Linked DNA regions of Ovis aries: region 1 is linked to region 2. A link is a contact called in public Hi-C data. All regions are on one chromosome and are shown on one strand. Each heading gives the region's core, a stretch centred on a gene start, on an enhancer-like site or on the middle of the called end of the contact. The rest is flanking DNA. Distances are from core to core; before and after follow the strand shown. Region 1 has its middle 68 kb from the start of SHLD1. Region 2 holds the start of GPCPD1 (glycerophosphocholine phosphodiesterase 1).

What was found. Hi-C and Micro-C count contacts between places; a contact is called where the count stands out from the background.
Region 1: a Hi-C map of blood shows a contact between it and region 2, with 2.4 times the contacts expected there. The contact joins the enhancer-like site here to the promoter of GPCPD1 in region 2. A contact is called at or near these places in 4 of 16 Hi-C or Micro-C datasets (blood and skin fibroblasts).

The regions. Positions count from the first base shown.
Region 1 is chr13:47,533,948-47,540,606 of ARS-UI_Ramb_v3.0, forward strand. No RefSeq gene overlaps it. Among named protein-coding and RNA genes, the nearest start is that of SHLD1, 68 kb to the right of the region's middle. Within about 2 kb of position 4,959, at least 2 of the 54 cell types and tissues checked have an H3K27ac peak or open chromatin away from gene starts, as enhancers often do.
Region 2 is chr13:47,465,344-47,472,155 of ARS-UI_Ramb_v3.0, forward strand. GPCPD1 (glycerophosphocholine phosphodiesterase 1) reads right to left here and starts at 2,275. Exons shown (of 19, transcript XM_012188684.5): 1 at 2,126-2,275.

The sequences.
Region 1 (6,659 bases), core at 3,709-6,208, 71 kb after region 2:
AGACCTGGCGCAGCCTAAATAAGTTAATAAATATATATATTTTTAAATGGTCCTTAAAAAATAGTGTAACTATTATCTGATCTCCTATTTAAAACATTAATGGGAAATACTCAAAACATTAGCAATTTTTGTTTGTTCCTGAGGGATAGAAATTATACTTGATTTTTACTTTTAATTTTATCTGTAGTGTCTATATTTTCTACAATAAACATGTATTATATGTTTATGCATATTTTTTCTAAAGATGGAGAGTGAGAAAGACTCAACTTCAAAAATCAAAAAGAACTTGTCTTTATAAATATTGAATATTGCTTGAGTCAGAAGTCACCAAAAATAAATTTGAAAGACAAGGGATAGACCGAGAAAAAATATTTGCAATAAGTATAGCAGGAAAATAATTTTAATATACATATATATGATTCAAATCAAAACCAAAAAGTAATCTGATAAAAATCAGACAAAAGATAAAAGAAACTTATGGAGGTTGAAATTAAAATTTCTGATAAACAAAAAAGTCTCAACTTCACTGAAAACCAAGGAAATAGAAGTTACAACCAGTAAGAAATATAATTTTTGCCTACCAGCTTAAGAAACATTTAAAAAATTGGTAATATCTAGAGTCTGTAAGAATGTGAATTCTCTAAGAAAATTTAAAAGTCTAATAGTATCCAGTGTCTATGAGGATATGTACTATTGAAAATTATTTTCCCAAAGAGAACCTAGTGTTACACATCAACACTTTAAGTGTGCATACCCTGCATTCCAATTTTAGGTACCTGGCCCAGAGAAATAGTTACCCACATTCACAAGAGAGTAGGTACAAGAAATAGCATGAGTCATAAAACACTGGGAACAATGTAAATGTCCAGCACAAGAGAATGGCTATGTAAACTATGATTCATCCATGCTGTTGAAAACCATGCTTTAACTAAAAAAATTAGGAAGACTTATACATAGTGACATAACAAGATCTTAAGGATAAGGGCAACATGGTGTAGCAGTAACCAATGAAGGCTTTAACACCAGCTGGCCTGGATTCAAATCATAGTGTTGGCCCTTCCTGCCTTTCTGTACTCTTAAGTATTCCAATCTTCCACTCTCCCATTTGTAAAATGGGAAAAGTAATAGTATTTGATTCCTGTGCTGTGCTTAGTCACTCAGTCATGTCCAATTCTGTGAGCCCATGGGCTGTAGCCCTCCAGGCTCCTCTGTCCATGGGGATTCTCCAGGCAAGAATACTGGAGTGGGTTGCCATGCCCTCCTCCAGGAGATCTTCTCAACCCAGGGATTGAACCCAGGTATCCTGCACTGCAGGTGAATTCTTTACCATCTGAGTCACCAGGGAAGCCCCAGGGTTTTTCTTTTCTTTTTTCTCCCCTTTTTGAGAATTAAGCAGGTCAATGCGTGTAAAGAATTTTGAATTATGCCTGTCTCACAGAAATGTATCAATACTCTTAGCTGTTATATGTTATTAGTTGAGAAAATCAAGTGGTAGAAGACCAAGAATGATATTATCAACCTAAAAAGCACAACGTGAGAGTTGAAGTTAAGTTTTATTTTGGGAAAAATGAGGACTGCAGCCTGGGAGATAGCACTTCAAATAACTCAGAGAAGCTGCTCCAAAGAGGTTGTGGGGGAAGGTCAGTATGTGTGATTTTGGTGAAAGGGGAGCTCAAGGCAATCAAACAGTTAAAAAGTTTCTGCTAGTCATGAGAAGCTTCTGTCACCATGAAGGGATTTAGTGCTTTTGCAGAAGTGAGGAGATGCAAGGATAGGGATCACGAAATCTAACTATCTGAAGACCTATTCCACCAATCTTCCTGGAGCACAAAGTGCCTCATTCTCCACCTGGAACTCCCTTCAGGCTGTGTCAAAGGTCAACAGAATAGATTCAATCTCCACAGAGGCAGATGGCAAATGCCATTGCATCCATGTGTGCTAAGTTGCTTCAGTCGTGTCCATCTCTTTGCAGCCCTATGGACTGTAGCCTGCCATGTAGCCCCCCAGGCTCCTCTCTGTGGGTTTCTCCTCCAGGGGATCTTCCCAACCCAGGGATCAAATCTGCTGCTCCTGTGTCTCCTGCATTGCAGGCAGATTCCACTAACGCCACCTGGGAAGCCCTGGCAATTGCCCTTAGCAAGCACCAATTTGCAGCTGACAATATCAAAGCTTTATTATTAAAGATAATATTTCTATGTGCACATGTCTATAGTAAAGTGAAGTCGCTCAGTCGTGTCTGACTCTTTGCGACCCCATGGACTGTAGCCTACCAGGCTTCTCTGTCCATGGGATTTTCCAGGTAAGAATACTGGAGTGGGTTGCCATTTCCTTCTCCAGGGGATTGTCCCAACTCAAGGATCAAACCTGGGTCTCCCACATTGCAGGCAGACACTTTACCATCTGAGCCACCAGGGAAGCTGGTGTCTATACTTACATAGCATGGCTACTTATATAGATAACAGTTTGGAGAAAACACACCACATTAAATAGCAATGTTTGTTTTTAGAAAAAGGAGGGGCTCGGGTGTAGCTGAGACAGCCAAGGGCCTTTTTCTGTCAACTCTACACTTTGTATTGATTATTTTTTCACAACAATAAATGTAACTTTGAAAATACCATAAAAATCAATTAAAATATCTTAAAATCTTAAAGCCACAGCCTTGCACATGAACACACACACACAGCTGTACCTAAAGCAAGGTAATAAAGGCTTTGACTCTGAGCTCTAAGATACAGACTTACAAATGTTTTACTCAGAGAAGTCAAGCAATTGTGCAATTTTCAATACTATTTTGTGTCTATTAGGGCTTTATAAGTAACTTCCTTAGCAATATGAAAACAAATGTGCCGAGGCCTTGGTTAACAATACCTTGTAGAAACAGGAAGATTCAAGTGATCTGTTCTGTTAACAACCATGATGCCCTCTAGACTTGGCTGGGGGCCAATTTTGCATAACTTTCATCAGATATTGTTACCAGACACAGTGAAGTCAAACAAGCCAAAACATCAGAGTTTGGAGCAGAGCAAGGTTTATTGCAGGGCCAAGCTAGGAGAACAATGGCTCATACTCAAAATCCCTGGACACCTCAAAGGTATTGGGATAAGTTTTTAAGGCAAAATTGGGGATGAACAGAGTGTGTGACTTTCTTCTGATTGATTGGAAGTGAGGTAACATGCTGGTGCTCCAGGAATCTTGTGCTCAGCCTGAAGTTATCATCCTGTACATGGGGTGGGGTCTTAGTTCCTGCAGAAGAACTCAAAAATATCGTTATGTATATTTGTTGAGGAGGAAGCAGGACCCTGCTTTATCTCTGAAGTATTGTTTCTTGACTGCTGCTCCTTGTTTCCATATTCCTTCCCTTCCCTGATAAATGGCTATTTGAATCTGCCCTTTGGAACTCAGGGAAGGTCAAAGAGGCTGAAAGAAGACTATCTCCTAGTCCTAGAAACCAGGGATATGGAAAGGCTCTGTAGCTGAGAGGACCCCACAGTGTCCTGTTCCATTTCAGCATCTTAAATTTGCACCTCTGCACTTTCTCACAACTTCCAGACAAAAAAGGTGGAGTGGCCTCATCCAGTGGTGCAGAATTTATCTTGTGTTTTTGGAAGAAATGCTGGTGAAGAGAGGGTCCAGGATGAAAGAGAACTTTCCATCAGATGCACTGTGCCTTGGGACTCATGTGACACTCTTGTGTCATCCTGAATGATGAAGCATTTCACTCTCTAAAGCTTATTAGTAAAATAAAATGTTTTTAGAAGTCTTTCTAAAATACTGAATTAAATATTTTTACACAATAGTTTCTGATGTGATTTCTTAAAATTCATTTTTTTTAAAAGTGTAAATACGGCTGAGATAGGAGGAAAGGGGGCAGAGCATAACATCAAAAGGATGACACAGCCTTTGACAAACACAGGATACAATGAAAGCTGGTTAGAGCAGATTAGGCCCAAGATGGCAGAAGATTAGACTTCCAGTAGACCTTGAGCCTCATTCTATGCTCATTATAATCTGTTAGCTAAATGACACACTCAACTGTGCCATGACAGTTCTGAGGCCAATCGTAAAAGGCCAAAATGTGGCTCAATTCCTAGAAATCCATGCCCCACCCTAAATAGTTGAAATAGTCATCTCACTCATTAGTATATGCAATTACTCAGCCCATAAAAAGTAATCATGCCATACTTGGGGGTCACTGTCACATTTTGAGATGGACTGCATTCTGTCTATGGAATATGCATATCATTAATTTAGTTACTTATTTTACTCTGGCAAGTCTTAGTTGCAGCACACAGAATCTTCCACCTTCATTTTGACATGAAAAGTCTTAGGAGTGCACTGGGAGCGTGGAGTCTTAGTCACAGGATCAGCAGGGAAGTCCCTCACCATTATATTTTTCCTGAAAAAAAAAAAAAAGGAGCTCTAATTCAAACATTGATTTGAATTGCCCCGCAATTCAACTACTACTGTAGTTGCCCGGCAGTAGTCTATCACTTCACTATCACAAGTAAGTTTATAGTGAAAAGGTTTATAAACACATTGCTGTTGTTCAGTTGCTAAGATCTGTTTGACTCTTTGCAATTCCATAGACCTTAGCATGCCAGTACTGAAAGCATCCCTGTCCTTCACTATCTCTTGGAGTTTGCTCAAACTCTTGTCCATTGAGTCGATGATGCCATCCAACCATCTCATCCTCAGTCGCCGCCTTCTCATCCTACCCTGAATACTTTCCAGCATTAGGGTCTTTTACAATGAGTCGGCTATTTGCATCAGGTGGCCAAAGAATTGGAGCTTCAGTTTCAGCATCATCCTTTCAGTGAGTATTCAGGGTTGATTTCCTTTAGAATTGACTGGTTTGATCTCCTTGCTGTCCAAGGGACTCTCAAGAGTCTTCTCCAGCACTGTTAGGGGAAGCACACTGACTGAAACCACCTACCCTGGCCAGGCACCATAGCAACCATTTGCATGAGTTGTTTTACCACAGGAAGTCTTGATAAGGAATGAGGAACTAATAACTACCAACCAGAAGAGTTCAGAAAAAGTCAAAAGGTGACACCATGTGTCCAACCACCTCCCAGAATCCTTCTCGCTGGCATCCATCTTGGTTGAACAAGGCATGCACCACCAGGAAGGACTCTGAGTCAGAATGATTGGCTAAAGACAGCCTGGAAACGAATCCCATCACCATAAAACCTGAGACTGGGAGCAATGTGGCAGAGCAGTTCTTCTGGGCTCTCTTACCCTACTGCTCTCTCTTTGGGCACACTTGCCCAATAAAATCTCTTGCTTTGTCAGCATATGTGTCTCCTTGGACAATTCATTTCTGAGTGTTAGACAAGAGCCCTGGAAGGAGTCCCCCTTCCTGCAACAGCACCAGAATTTGAAGGCATCAACTCTTTGGAGCTCAGCCTTCTTTATGGTCCAACTCTCACATCCGTACATGACTACTGGAAAAACCATAGCTTTGACTCTATGGATCTTTGTTGGCAAAGTGATGTCTCTTCTTTTTAATATGCTATCTAGGCTTGTCATAGCTTTTTTTCCAAGGAGCAAGTGTCTTTTAATTTCATGGCTACAGTCACTGTCTACAGTGATTTTGGAGCCCAAGAAAATGGTCTGTCATTGTTTCCACTTTTTCCCCATCTATTTGCCATGAAGTGACGGGACGATCTTGGGATACCATGATCTTCATGTTTTGAATGTTGGGTATCAAGCCAGCTTTTTTCACTCTCCTCTTTCAACACTCATCAAGAGGCTCTTTAGATCCTCTTTGCATTCTGCCATTAAAGTGGTATCATCTGCATATCTGAGGCTATTGATATTTCTCCTGGTAATCTTGTTTCCAGCCTGGGATTCATCCAGCCCAGCATTTTGCATGATGTACACTGTATAGACGTAAAATGCTGTGAGGGATTGGGGGCAGGAGGAGAAGGGGACGACCGAGGATGAGATGGCTGGATGGCATCACGGACTTGATGGACATGAGTCTGAGTGAACTCCTGGAGATGGTGATGGACAGGGAGGCCTGGTGTGCTGAAATTCATGGGGTCGCAAAGAGTCGGACACGACTGAGCGACTGAACTGAACTGAAGCAGGGTAACAATATATAACCTTTTCCAATTTTGAGTCAGTCCATTGTTCCATGTAAGGTTCTAACTGTTGCTTCACAGGAGACAAATGAAGTGGTCTCATATTCCCATCTGTTTAAGAATTTTCCATAGTTTCTTGTTATCCGCACAGCCAAAGGCTTTAACATAGTCATTGAAGCAGGAGTTGATGTTTTTCTGGAATTCCCTTGCTTTTTGTATGACCCAGCAGATGTTGACAATTTAACCTCTGGTTCTTCTACCTTTTCTAAATCCAGCTTGTACATCTGGAAGTTCTTGGTTCATGTATTGTTGAAGCCTAGCTTAAAGAATTTTGAGCATTACCCTGATAGCATATGAAATGAGCACAGTACCGTTTGAACGTTCTTTGGCAATGCCTTTCTTTGGGATTCGAATGAAAACTGACATTTTCCAGCCCTGTGGCCATTGCTGAGTTTTCCAAATTTGCTGGCATATTAAGTGTAGCACTTTCACAGCATCATTTGAAATAGGATTTGAAATAACTCAGCTGGAATTCCATCACCTCCACTAGCTTTGATTGTAGTAATGCTTCCT
Region 2 (6,812 bases), core at 1,025-3,524:
TTGGTTTGGTTTTAAACATAACCTCCATTTTTTGCTTTCTGAAGTATTAAACAGCATTCTCACCTGAGACTTTGAGTTGCATTTAACATTATTTTAACACTTTTTTAAGGACTCGAGTAACTTGCAAAATGACACTGTAATTTACATTTTAAAAATACTTCAAAAATATTACCTGGCAAAGTAAGTTTTACTTTATTCTTTTTGTCAAATAAACTGTTCTAACATATTCCTTTACTGGCTTGCCAGCTTAGGGAACAAAAGAAAGATTTAAACAAACAGAGGTACAATTTAGAACTAAACTGAAGTCACAGAATTTTCAGCAAAAATGGATTTTTTTCCTAGCCAAAAAGACATATTTCACTGTTTTCCTTCAAATATTTTTTCAAAGAAAAAAGCAGTTTCCAATTCTCTAGGCTCCAACAGCTTTGCCTCCTAAATGCATATTAGAAAGCAATATATAAATGCCTATACTTTCCTGAGCTAACTTCTGCTCATCCTGGTGGAGGATCATTATGATCCCTCTAGTCCAACCCCAGTATACTGAGTCAATACTTTAATCAAGTGTACATAGACATGAGGGCTTCCCTGGTGGCTCAGAGGTTAAAGCGTCTGCCTGCAATGCGGGAGACCTGGGTTCGATCCCTGTGTTGGGAAGATCCCTTGGAGAAGGAAATGGCAAGCCACTCCAGTATTCTTGCCTGGAGAATCCCATGGACAGAGGAGCCTGGTGGGCTACAGTCCACAGGGTTGCAAAGAGTCAGACAGACTGAGCACAGACATGCTGGGTTTTTATTAAGAAAGCAGTTCTGAAGATTTCATTAAGCCAGTAAACTCGTTAATCATCTTTCTACACAATGCCAGAAAACCATTCCAAATTTTTTTTCATCTCATCTAGATATTATTTTCATATACATTTACTTTTCCTGGTTAAGTTATACACAAAGATTTGATTCATCAACTTACTTTGTACATATCAAATTTTAGTCACTCTGCCACTGAAACATCCTTTGTGGTCATTATTTGAGTCGAACTTTCCTAATCTCATCTTGTCTAGAATATCAGTTCTCGCTAGTGATGCCAAGATCGGACCGAACCACGTGCAGTTTTACCTGTTTGTTTTACCTTATGTTACTTACTTGTACCCAGAATGTTAGGCGTTGTGAAAATGACTGATAGCTTGTATTTATTTCTCAGCTAAGTCACAACTGTCAGAAATGTAGCAAGACATGGGGCAGGGGTTGGGGGGGGGGGGCGCGAGGAGGGGCGGAGAAGGGGCGGGAGGGGAGTAGTGGATAGAAATTGGGCAGAAATAGGAAGGGCAACAGAAAAGTGTGAAGAAAACATCAAGCCCAAACATCCAGCCAGTTCCTCTATGTGTTACATCAGACTAGACCGCTGTCTCAATGGTGAAAGATCGCCACACTTCGTTACTGAATTCATGATTCATGCCTGATTTCCTTTATAACCCGGGAAGTGGGAAAGAGGGGGGTCGATGAACTAGGTTTTCTACCACAAGGTAATCTGAAGAGCTTGGAAAAAGTAGAGCTTTAGAAAAAGGGGCAGCTGTCTTAAAATTGTATCAAGGGCACTGATGTCTATTACTGGAACCTTTTCCTAAAAAAGTAAGGCACTTCGGTTTCTTGGAATAACTGAATTATACAAGCACGCCCTAGACTACTTGGATAAGCAATTTCAGAAAAACAGCAGTTGTCAAAACACTACGAATTACTTATGGGTGAAGTCAGAGAGTGGCGGTGAGCGAGTTCTGCGGCATTTACGTCTCTTCGCTCCCTAAATGGTTCTTCCAACACTTAGGTGGTCTCACGCTCTATGCATTCTGGTATCACCGAAAACGCTACAGAATTTTCGTACGGGAACTAAGCATTAGGCAGCAGAGCGTAATCGCCGCAGCAAACGATAAATACTGTAAACATGTGTAACCCACCGATTTACAGGAGCAAACCTCCAGGCCGCCGTTCCCCGACCGGCTGCCAGTCCAGGGTGAGGGATCCTGCCCACAACTCGCCCCCCGCCCCGCCGCGCAGCCCTGACAGCTCGGCCGCAACGTGAGCAACCGCCAAGGCCCCCGCACCGAGCGCCCAGCCCGCCCGGCCTCCCAGCTCACCTGCTGGGTCCACGGGTCAGCGCCACCACCGACGCCGCGCCCGACAGTCAGTGTCGCAGGCCCAGGTGCTGGGTACCGGCCGTCAGCACCTCGCCAGCACTCCCTCAGGCAGCCCGCAGCGGCACCAAGCTACAGGAAGCGGCTCCGCTCAAACCGGTTTCAGCTGCTCCAGACCAAACCGCCAGGCCACCTCGAGGGGCGGGGCCTGAGAAGCGGCGAGGCGGAGCCTGACGTCACGCCCGGCGCCCTCCATGCCAATGGATGGCCGAGCGTTGGGGGCGGGCCCGCGCGGTCCTGGTAAGGGCAGGCATCAGTGACTGAGGGCTACTGGGCATTCCAGGGGTCTCCGGCGTGGGCGAAAATTTTTCGGCTGACTGGGTCCAGCGGCAGAGGCCTGACCTGGGTTCTTAGACACCTACCTTGGTCCCCTAAGCCGTCCTAGGACAAACTAGAATGGAAGGTGGAGCTGAGATCCTGAATTGCGTCTTTTGTCCCATTGAAAAGCGGGGGGGATTAACAAGATTAACGTTCTGTGGAAACTATTTCGTTACAAAATGAAAAGCGCACTTGGACCAAATCTTTAGGGTTAAGAAGAATTGACAAACCTAAGATTGTTGAGAGTTTTTCCCTTCCTTATGTAAAGGACGGGATTCATACTCAAGTATCACCTGGTGGTTATTATCACAGTTGCCCTCTGGAGACCCTATCAGACCTGCCTATTCCAATTGCTTTTAAGGGCTTCCCAGGTGCAGTGATAAAGAATTCTGCCTGCCGATACAGAAGACGGCAAGAAAAGGGGTTCGATCCCTGAGTTGGGAAGATCCCCTGGAGAAGGAAATGACAACTCCAGAATTGTCTGGGAAATCTCATAGACGGAGGAGCCTCGCATTTTTACAGTCTATGGTATCTGCAAAAGAGTGAGACACAATTTAGCGACTCAGCAACAACAACGTCAATCGGCATGAATTGCATGTAACAAGACCCAGGTTATTCCTATGTAAAATAAAGCTTGAAGCTAGAAAGATTTACTCTCTCCTTTGATAGCTCCTTTGAGGGACTTCCCTGGTGGCTCAGACGGTTAAGCGTCTGTCCACAATGTGGGGAACACGGGTTCGATCTCTGGGTCGGGAAGATCCCCTGGACAAGGAAATGGCAATCCACTCCAGTACTATTGCCTGTAAAATCCCATGGACAGAGGAGCCTGATAAGCTACAGTCCATGGAATCGCGAAGAGTCAGACAAGATTGAGTGACTTCACTTTCACTTCGATGGTTCCAGGAAAAATTAATCAGCCAACTTAAACTGTTGCTTTCCAGCCTTCAAGGTTAACTGCTAGTTTACCTGTAATAGAAAATTGTTATCAGATTTCATTTAAAACGAGTGAGATTCCAACTCGAAAATTTCATAGTTCTATAGCAATATAATATATTTGTAATTATATTTTAAAAATCGAGTAAGATATCGAAAATATCTTAAGATACGGAAAAAGGACTCAAGAGCTAGCTCCAGCTGCAAATTGGTTAGAATGGTCCTATCGAAAAGACATTTGGGTTAGAGGCGCTCTAGCTTTTAGACAGCTCCTAGCTTTACAAGTAAGACTTTATAAATAGATATATTTGTTAATAAAATAAAATTTTATATATCGGGTGACTGAATTTTATATTTGATCTTGGATTAGCTCCCAGAGCATTTTTGACTGTTGTCTATTCAGTTAATAAATAATTACTAAGTGCCTGCTTAGTGCAAGATACAGGATGCAATGGTTTCTTGCTGTCACTAGTTTTAATCACAATTTTCATAAGGAATTAAGATTTCCTCTTAATTATGTACTATCATCTGCTAAAGTCAGCTGTTAACATTTCCTAATACCTTAGAGTTCATTTCATTCTTCTGCTGTTAGTCATACTTTAGTGATGAATTTCTTTCATATGTTTGCTTTTTTTAAATGTTTATACTAGATCTTTTTTTTTTTTTACTGTAATCACCATTTAATCAAGCCTAACGTTTATAGTTCAAATTGATGGATCGAAACCATGCTCTTTCCCTAAATCCTATTGAAATCACAGAAGAATTATACATATTTTAAAATCACCATCAGTGGGCCAGAAATTGAGGAATTTCTAAATTTAAAACAAGCCAGCAGCATTGGATAATTGAAAAACTGAGAACAGAGAAACGTGGACCTGCAAAGGGAAAGCAGGGACTCCTGGAGCTGCCCCACTTTACACAGCCTTGCTTAAAATTCTTATAATAATTCAACATATTTTAAATTATATATGCCTTGTTATGATTGCTATATTAGAGTAAAATATAAACAATACATTCCTTCCTCCTACTTCTGTGGAATGTTATAACTTTTGCAAGAAATGTTTAATGAGATTAACTTGGATCTTATCTCATTTAAAATATTTAATGTTATCTTATTTGATTAAATAATGAAACATATTTACTCATTTGTCCAAAATCAGCTGCATGATCTCTCTTTGTCTTTCATGTATTAATGATGGTAGTAGCATTGGTGGAAAATCTTCTAGACTTAGGTCCCACAGTTGAACTTAAATCCTACCCCTCACTATCTGTGATTGAATATAAATTTTTGGAAATTTTTTACTGCAATTGATGAACTTATATATATTTATTTATTTGTTTCCTCCAGGTCTTAGCTGTGGTACTAGGGATCTTCAGTTGCATCATGGGGGTGGAATCTGGTTGCCTGAGGGGGGATTGAACCCAGGCCCCCTGCACTGGGAGTGCACAGTCTTAGCCACTGGGCCACCAGGGAGATGTCTTCAAATTGATGAATTATGAGGCTTTCTTTCTGGACAAAACGATTAAGCCAATTTCCTTTCTTTCTTATATTTTGTAGAGGTGTTGCACGAAGGAACCCAGTTCTGACTCCATGTTCAGTTCAGTTCAGTCGCTCAGTCGTGTCCGACTCTTCGCGACCCCATGAATCGCAGCACGCCAGGCCTCCCTGTCCATCACCAACTCCCGGAGTTCACTCAGACTCACGTCCATTGAGTCCGTGATGCTATCCAGCCATCTCATCCTCGGTCGTCCCCTTCTCCTCCTGCCCCCAGTCCCTCCCAGCATCAGAGTCTTTTCCAGTGAGTCAACTCTTCGCATGAGCTGGCCAAAGTACTGGAGCTTCAGCTTTAGCATCATTCCTTCCAAAGAAATCCCAGGGTTGACCTCCTTCAGAATGGACTGGTTGGATCTCCTTGCAGTCCAAGGGACTCTCAAGAGTCTTCTCCAACACCACAGTTCAAGTGCACCAATTCTTCGGTGCTCAGCATTCTTCACAGTCCAACTCTCACATCCATACATGACCACAGGAAAAACCATAGGCTTAACTAGACGGACCTTAGTCGGCAAAGTAATGTGTCTGCTTTTGAATATCTATCTAGGTTGGTCATAACTTTTCTTCCAAGGAGTAAGTGTCTTTTAATTTCGTGGCTGCACTCACCATCTGCAGTGATTTTGGAGCCCCCCCAAATAAAAACTGACACTGTTTCCACTGTTTCCCCATCTATTTCCCATGAAGTGATGGGACCAGATGCCATGATCTTCATTTTCTGAATGTTGAGCTTTAAGCCAACATTTTCACTCTCCTCTTTCACTTTCATCAAGAGGCTTTTTAGCTCCTCTTCACTTTCTGCCATAAGGGTGGTGTCATCTGCATATCTGAGGTTATTGATATTTCTCCTGGCAGTCTTGATTCCAGCTTGTGTTTTTTCCAGTCCAGCGTTTCTCATGATATACTCTGCATTCAAGTTAAATAAGCAGGGTGACAATATACAGCCTTGACATACTCCTTTTCCTATTTGGAACCAGTCTGTTGTTCCATGTCCAGTTCTAACTGTTGCTTCCTGACCTGCAGACAGATTTCTCAAGAGGCAGGTCAGGTGGTCTGGTATTCCCATCTCTTTAATAATTTTCTACAGTTTATTGTGATCCACACAGTCAAAGGCTTTGGCATAGTCAATAAAGCAGAAATAGATGTTTTTCTGGAAGTCTCTTGCTTTTTCCATGATCCAGCGGATGTTGGCAATTTGATCTCTGGTTCCTCTGCCTTTTCAAAAACCAGCTTGAACATCAGGAAGTTCACGGTTCATGTATTGCTGAAGCCTGGCTTGGAGAATTTTGAGCATTACTTTACTAGCATGTGAGATGAGTGCAACTGTGCGGTAATTTGAGCATTCTTTTGCATTGCCTTTCTTTGGAAACTATTTTTTTTACTTCCTTTTATTATTATAATCATACTCAATGGCTTGCTTGGAGGACCCTGCCTCTCTGCTTGACTGTAAACTAAAGTGCCTTTGTTCAGCTGCTGGAGAGATAGTTTGTCCCTGCCCACTTGTGAATAGAAGAGATTAACACACCCCTTCTGAAGGGAGATGTTTTGCAAGACTGAAGATCTTTCCACTTTATTTCCCCACTGCATTTCCCTCTCTATTATTCTGCCTTTTGACTTTAGTTCCTCAATGCTTCTTTCTTTCCAGTCTGTAAGAGAACCTGGCATCCAGACCCAAATAAATTTGGTTATTTTGAGGCACTAGCTTGCCACCTTCTCGGTCTGCGGGCTCCCCAGTTAAAGGCTCTTCCTTACCTCAACCAGCTGGTAGCTCAGATAGTAAAGCATCTGCCTGCAATGCAGGAGACCTGGGTTTGATCCCTCGGTCAGGAA